Linked DNA regions of Sus scrofa: region 1 is linked to region 2. Evidence: chromatin contacts called from public HiChIP or PLAC-seq data. All regions are on one chromosome and are shown on one strand. The core of a region is the stretch at or near the end of the contact, and the rest is flanking DNA. Distances in the headings are between cores, read along the strand shown.

Evidence for each region. HiChIP or PLAC-seq counts read pairs in DNA pulled down with a chosen protein or histone mark.
Region 1: an H3K27ac HiChIP or PLAC-seq map of alveolar macrophages shows a contact between it and region 2. The contact joins two enhancer-like sites. A contact is called at or near these places in 1 of 47 Hi-C or Micro-C datasets (embryonic fibroblasts) and 1 of 2 datasets of contacts at active chromatin or transcription factors (alveolar macrophages).

What each region holds. Positions count from the first base shown.
Region 1 is chr7:12,676,565-12,679,612 of Sscrofa11.1, forward strand. The region is part of intron 2 of ATXN1 (ataxin-1); the gene reads right to left. Among named protein-coding and RNA genes, the nearest start is that of ATXN1, 53 kb to the right of the region's middle. Within about 2 kb of position 1,452, at least 9 of the 83 cell types and tissues checked have an H3K27ac peak or open chromatin away from gene starts, as enhancers often do. A contact at or near this core is called in alveolar macrophages, where this site is marked.
Region 2 is chr7:12,427,692-12,430,742 of Sscrofa11.1, forward strand. The region is part of intron 6 of ATXN1 (ataxin-1); the gene reads right to left. Among named protein-coding and RNA genes, the nearest start is that of GMPR, 170 kb to the left of the region's middle. Within about 2 kb of position 1,465, at least 25 of the 83 cell types and tissues checked have an H3K27ac peak or open chromatin away from gene starts, as enhancers often do. A contact at or near this core is called in alveolar macrophages, where this site is marked.

The DNA of each region.
Region 1 (3,048 bases), core at 202-2,701, 250 kb after region 2:
AGATACCCTTCTCCTGAGATGAACAGAGCAGCAGGCTTGGTACTCCTGAACCCACTTCCTTATTCTGGCTCCTTGCTCACTGAGCAATTACTCAAGTCCCTATAAAGCGTTTCTTGAGGACACTTGGGTGCTATGACCCATGCACTACCAGCATCCAGAGAGCAGCAATTTCTCAAGGTGAATCAATCAACAGAGGAGCTTCCAAGTATTATCTACATTCCCAGGTAGCTTGACAAAGAGCATGTGCTAATCGCAGGGGCCTGAGGATCTATCAGTGATGATTCATTGTGAATTATTAGCAAGTCGGTATAACGGTGCCAGCTCTGGCTCAGATGTCACTTAATTCTCCGAGTCTGTGTGACCCAGCCCTAGGCACAGACCTGAAGCCATCTCTGGGCTTGAGGGCCTGAAGGTGGTGAGCGCATGGAGAGCAAGCCTGACAGCGTGGCTTACACACCACTTCTACCTTAGCTTCTTTTCAACTGATTTCCCCAGCCTTTACAGGACAATGGAGCCAAAGCACTGGCTGCTTCAGGAGAGAGTTACATTTGCAACCATGTGCGTGCAGACAATGAAAATCAGCAGCAGATTTAATGAAATAAGCTAAAATCCAGAGCAGGAGTTCCCACTGTGGTGCAGTGGGTTAAGAACCTGACTGCAGTGGCTTGGGTCACCACAGAGACTCAGGTTTGATCCCCAGCCCAGTAGAGCAGGTTAAACAATCTAGGATTGCTACAGCTGCAGCGTAAATCACAGTTGTGGCTCAGATTCAATCCCTGGCCCAGAAAACTTCCATATGCCATGAGTGCAGCCATAAAAAATAAATAAACAAAACCCAGAGCAGAGTCAAAAAGAGCAACAGCCAAGTACTCATAGTCCTAATTAGTGACCGGCTCAGCTGCCATCATCAGGTGCAATGAAGTTTATGTAAGGTTTCTATAAAAATCTCAATTGTGGAAGTTCCTGTTGTGGCTCAGAGGTAACAAAACTGACTAGTATCCATGAGGATGTGGGTTAGATCCCTGGCCTCACTCAATAGGTTAAGGATCCAGTGTTGCCGTGAGCTGTGGTGTAGGTTGCAGATGCAGCTCAGATCTGATGTTGCTGTGGCTGTGGTGTAGGCCGGCAATTGTAGCTCTGATTTGACCCCCAGCCAAGGGAACTTCCATATGCTGCAGGTGGGGCCCTAAAAAGCAAAAAAAAACAAAAACAAAAACAAAAAAAACCTCAATTGTGGTAAAGGGTCAGTGACGTCCACAAAATGCTAGCTCTTTTGCCCTATTAAGCTTAAATACAAAGGCTCAGTACCAAAATCTGAAACGCTTTAGCCACAGAAATATGACAATGTATTTTGCTTAGTAATATGCCTGGAGTAAAATGAAAGAGAGGGCACCAGAAGGTCAGTGCCTGCTTCCCTAAATCATGCCAGGATATGGGAAGCCAAAGGGCCCCAGACCAAGGAGGAAAAGCCAAGCTCACTGCAAAGGAGCGGGAGTATTAAGCACCTCCTTTCCTGTTCACTGTCACATGGTCTGATTTCCTTCTTCTGTTTCAGAACTTCTAACCTCTAGGTCGCACTCCTACTCCCAGAAGAACCGATGAGTAAGTGAGCTGCTCGTTCCCAAGGAAAACTCTTACTTTCACATTTGCAGTGTGTTTCATTGGAAATGCTGTGTTTGGTGCCACAACCCAACTAAGAATTAAACATTACATGCTCATTGGTAAATTATCAAAATGTAAACCAACAGCTATGGCAGAGATCATCTGAACTGCCAAGAATTCTAACACTATGATTCTGGTGAAAAAGAACATTTCCCCCTTCTGTTTAGACTTGGGGTAGGTTTGCCCTTGACTACAATGTGTTCACATGTGCGTGTATGTATAATGTAGACACAGAGATAACCATGCACTTTTGTTCCTACTTTTCACGTGGAATTTCCAAGTAGGATTATCCTAAGTGCAGATAAGGCAGCAAGATAAGATTATCATTCTTTAAGTATTTCTACCCATCATCATTTTGGTAGTGGTTTTGTTTCCATGACCACTACATTTCCTGGGGGCCATGTACTAATTTCCCATCACATTTAACATAATGCCTTGCACACAATGAGTATTCAATAAACATTTGTTGAGGAGCTAACCTCATAGTATCAATTCCCATGAACAGAAATCCGTACTCTCAAGTGAATTTCTGACATAAGCAAAATGCAACAGAAAATGTTAATGTTTTACAGATCTTCTTATAGAGAAAATTATTAAATATTTATTAAGCATTTTTATACCAAAAACTCCCGAGGGCAGAGTAAACATGAATATTTTTCTATACCCCCCAAATTAGAGGATGAAAGAGCAACTTTACTTCACTTGTGCAGAATGAGAAATCGCCTTTTGAATTCATGCTAAACAGCTACATGAAGCAGCAGACTGTCAAAAACTGTCAAGTGAATAATTATTGATTGGAGCCTGAAGATTAAAAATGAATGCAGGTTAACAGATGAAGACGGCTTTAAGAAAAAGCATATAATCTAAAACTAGACCTATCAGACAGTGAATCTGCCAGTCAGGCTTGTCGGGCTTAGAATGAAAGGTTTCCAAGAAAATGATGATAACAATGAAATAAAAATGAACCACACAAGGGGATTTGTGACAGTCTAGGATGACTGAGCCAGGTTCTCCTGGTGGCCTGCAACCCACATGCCCTCCCTGCTTTAGGCATTGACATAAATGCCAGGGGCTGGGCCGAGAGACTGAAACTGCTGGTCATCAGCCCTGTGATCTTCATCCTAATGAATGTAGTTTCCATGCCAGGAAAGCCCTCTTCCTGGATAAGGGTGTCTTTCAGTGCCACCCACCTTGAGACTGACAAAGCTCAAATTTATTTATGTATTTATTTATTTTTCCTTTTTCCAGCCACACCTGCAGCATATGAAAGTTCCCAGGCCCTGGGCATATGAAAGTTCTGAGGCTAGGGCTCAAATTGCAGCTGCAGCTACTGGCCTGCACCACAGCCATAGCAACACCAGAGCTGAGCAGCATCTGTGACCTACA
Region 2 (3,051 bases), core at 215-2,714:
CGGTATGAAATTCAAAGACTGGACCATGCAAAACAAGGTAAACTGTGCTTTCTAAAACTGAATAGACAGAGATGGGCCCCCATCCTTATACGAGTTTTCTCCTTTTCTTTTTTTTTTTTAAAAGACATCAATGAGCATCTCATTAATATTATCATTTGAAAAGTGTTTTCTGCCTTTAATGGAAGATGCAGACTAGCTGAGGAAGCGATCATTGGTTCCCCAAAGTGCAGCCTTACCAATTAAAAAATGCAAATTGTTTCATATTGTGAAGGATTTCAAATTTGAAAGAAGCTGTTTCAACCCTTCCTTTTAAGTGAGTAAGTTTTAAGTGGATAAGTTTAAGTGAAAAAATATCCTGAGGTTGCAAGGTAGCTTTTTTTTTTTTTTTTTTTAAATACAATACCCTTTTATTACTTGCAAGTCTATATTTTAGGGAACCAAGATTTTCTCAATACTGTGCAACAATATTGTAAAAAAATCAACAAAAGGGAATAAACTGGAAAATGAAGTTAGAAAAGCCTGCAGCTGTCATCTGTAACACCGATTTCAAATTTCTGTGTTCATCACAAAGCCTCATTGTTCTTTAGTCTTGGTTTTATAAGTCAGCATTACACACTGAAATCTAACAAACATCATACTACCGAAATCTTCCTTTATCAGTCATATATATTGAGGTTCCATATAAGATTGTGCTTGAGAAAGGGGCTGCTAACTAAAGAAATAACAATAAGGGGGACAGGACCCTGGGGGGAGGGGGGATGGTAGAATTTGAAAAGTGAGGAAGAGAATCATGTTTGCTGACCTGTTTATTTTCATATTACACTCTATACCTGTTTTTCTAAAAATGACTCATCACTGCATGTCATGAATGGTACCATGGAAAATATCAAGTCAGTGCCATGAAATAAGTGTTTGGGACGCAACTGCAAAAAAAAAAGAAAAAAGGAAAGAAGAAAAGAAAGTCAGAGAAAGAAAGAAAAAGGAAGGAAAAAAGGAAAAGAGCTGATACTACAAATAATTGTAAATCACAAAATAAAGGCAATGGATGATACCTGAACCTGTGGGTGATTATTGCAGCAGCGCTATAGTGCCTCAACACAGGGACAAAAAGCAAAAGCAAAAAAACAAAACAAAACAGGGTTCTTGTGCAACTTTCCTCCCACGACGATAGCAAACCTTTGGATTTAAGTATTGTCTCCATTGTCCAGTTAATCTTTTTCGCATCTGGACTTACACAGGCAAAGGGCTGGAGCCATCACTGACGCGGTGTGTTCGCACATGCAAACAGGTTCCTCAAGAACAGGAGGAGGAGGACAGAAGGACTTCCAACTGCCCACGATCATGTGGCCTCTGCCACCACCTTCCCCAGAAACTGCTTTCTGATTCACGGGAAGGAATGTGCCGTGGTGAACAGGACATGGGTTTTATTACTCAGACCGACTTAGGGTCAAAACCAGCATGTTTATTATTAGCAGGGTAACTTTGAGCTGACTCACTTCCGCTTTGTCTAGCCTCTCTTCCCTGCAGCATGGACAGAGCGAGACCCACCTCAAAGTGTGTCAAGACGCCTTTGCATCGTATTTGAAATGACATGTCCATGTCGCCTGGCCTCAGACTCAGTGTTCAGTAACTAGCTTCTGCCCCGTTCTAGGGACCTTGCAGGAATGCTGGCCAGGCTGCTCCAGCTCCAGGGGATCAAGTTCCGTCTTGGGAATGGACTTGCCAGGCAGGGGATGCAGCCCATCCTGTTCCTGAGCCACCTGGAGGGGCCCTTTCAGGAACCCAGTCATGCCTTTCATCCTAGCCTATTTGCACCCCACTTCAGTGGTGGTCTGTGAACACACCGGATCCCAGAGGAGGAAAAATACCAACCAGGGGACAGGGGGAGGGGAAGAGGAGCAGATTCCTCCAAGGGCCACCACTGCGGGGAAGCCAACTCCTTGATGATACCAATCACGAGACCCTGGAGAATTTTCCTTTTGTTTAAATCAAAGTCCTTTTGTTAAACCTTTCCTAAGCATTAAGCGGGGGGGGGGCCCTTCTCTCCACATTTCAAAGCAAGCACTTTGCCACTTCAGCTGTACAAATTATATAGGATTGAAAATAGTATAGCTGAAAGGAACGTGGCCTTTGTAATTAGAGTTACCTCTCTTTCCCCCACCCCCTTCTCAAAGCAAAGGGGAACAAACTGAACTGAAACACAGCTGTTTTAAAAGGTTAAGAGGTTGTCATCCCCCCTGTGTTCTGTCTTTAGTCTTCCTTTCTTTATTTCCTAAGGTGCCAAAGATACGTTTCCCCCTCAATGTATAGAAAGCTCTAGCACGCACAGGGCGTGGCCATGCCAAGGGCCCTCTCAGCATCATCCTCTACCCGGAAAGCCAATCAAGTGACTCACTGATCCCTTTGCCTTTTTTCTGTAATGTAGGTAAATGAGCAAGATGGGATGCGGGCTACAGGAGGAGAATGCTGTAAAAAGCAGCATTCACTTGTATCCACAGCTTGGAATTCAGTGGAAGAGAAACAAGAGGTCTGGTGGAGCGAGAACCAGAGTCAAAACTGGGAACCTTTTCAGGCCAAAGATTCTATTTCCTTCGCCTGGGACAGGGCCTGTGCGACTGGCATTCGAAAAATATTTGGAGAATTCATAAATACAGGGATGAAAATGTGACGTCCATAAAGGCCAATGAACTGTACCCTTAGGAGAAAACCATTCCAGATTTTGTAGATAGTATACAAGTTAACTCAGCTGACAAAAACAGGATGCTTCAGGGGGATCCCTGTCAGGTCCCAGAGACGGGGTGTCAGTCTTCAGAGGAAAAGTTAAATATTTCATTAAAAAAAAAAAGGGAGGAAGGTAGTTTCTGAAAACTCATTTGTGAATCAAAACCAGAATAGACCAAATGACTGAACATTCAAACAATAGAGTTAAAAAAAGAAGAGAGTTTGGCAAGTTTTTCTCCCCCTCTCTCTGGTGTGAGATTTTCAAAGCTACTTCTTCCCGTTAAAAGGATGGCAGTCAATGTATTTAAAGGATCCATGTAAACCTGCCTC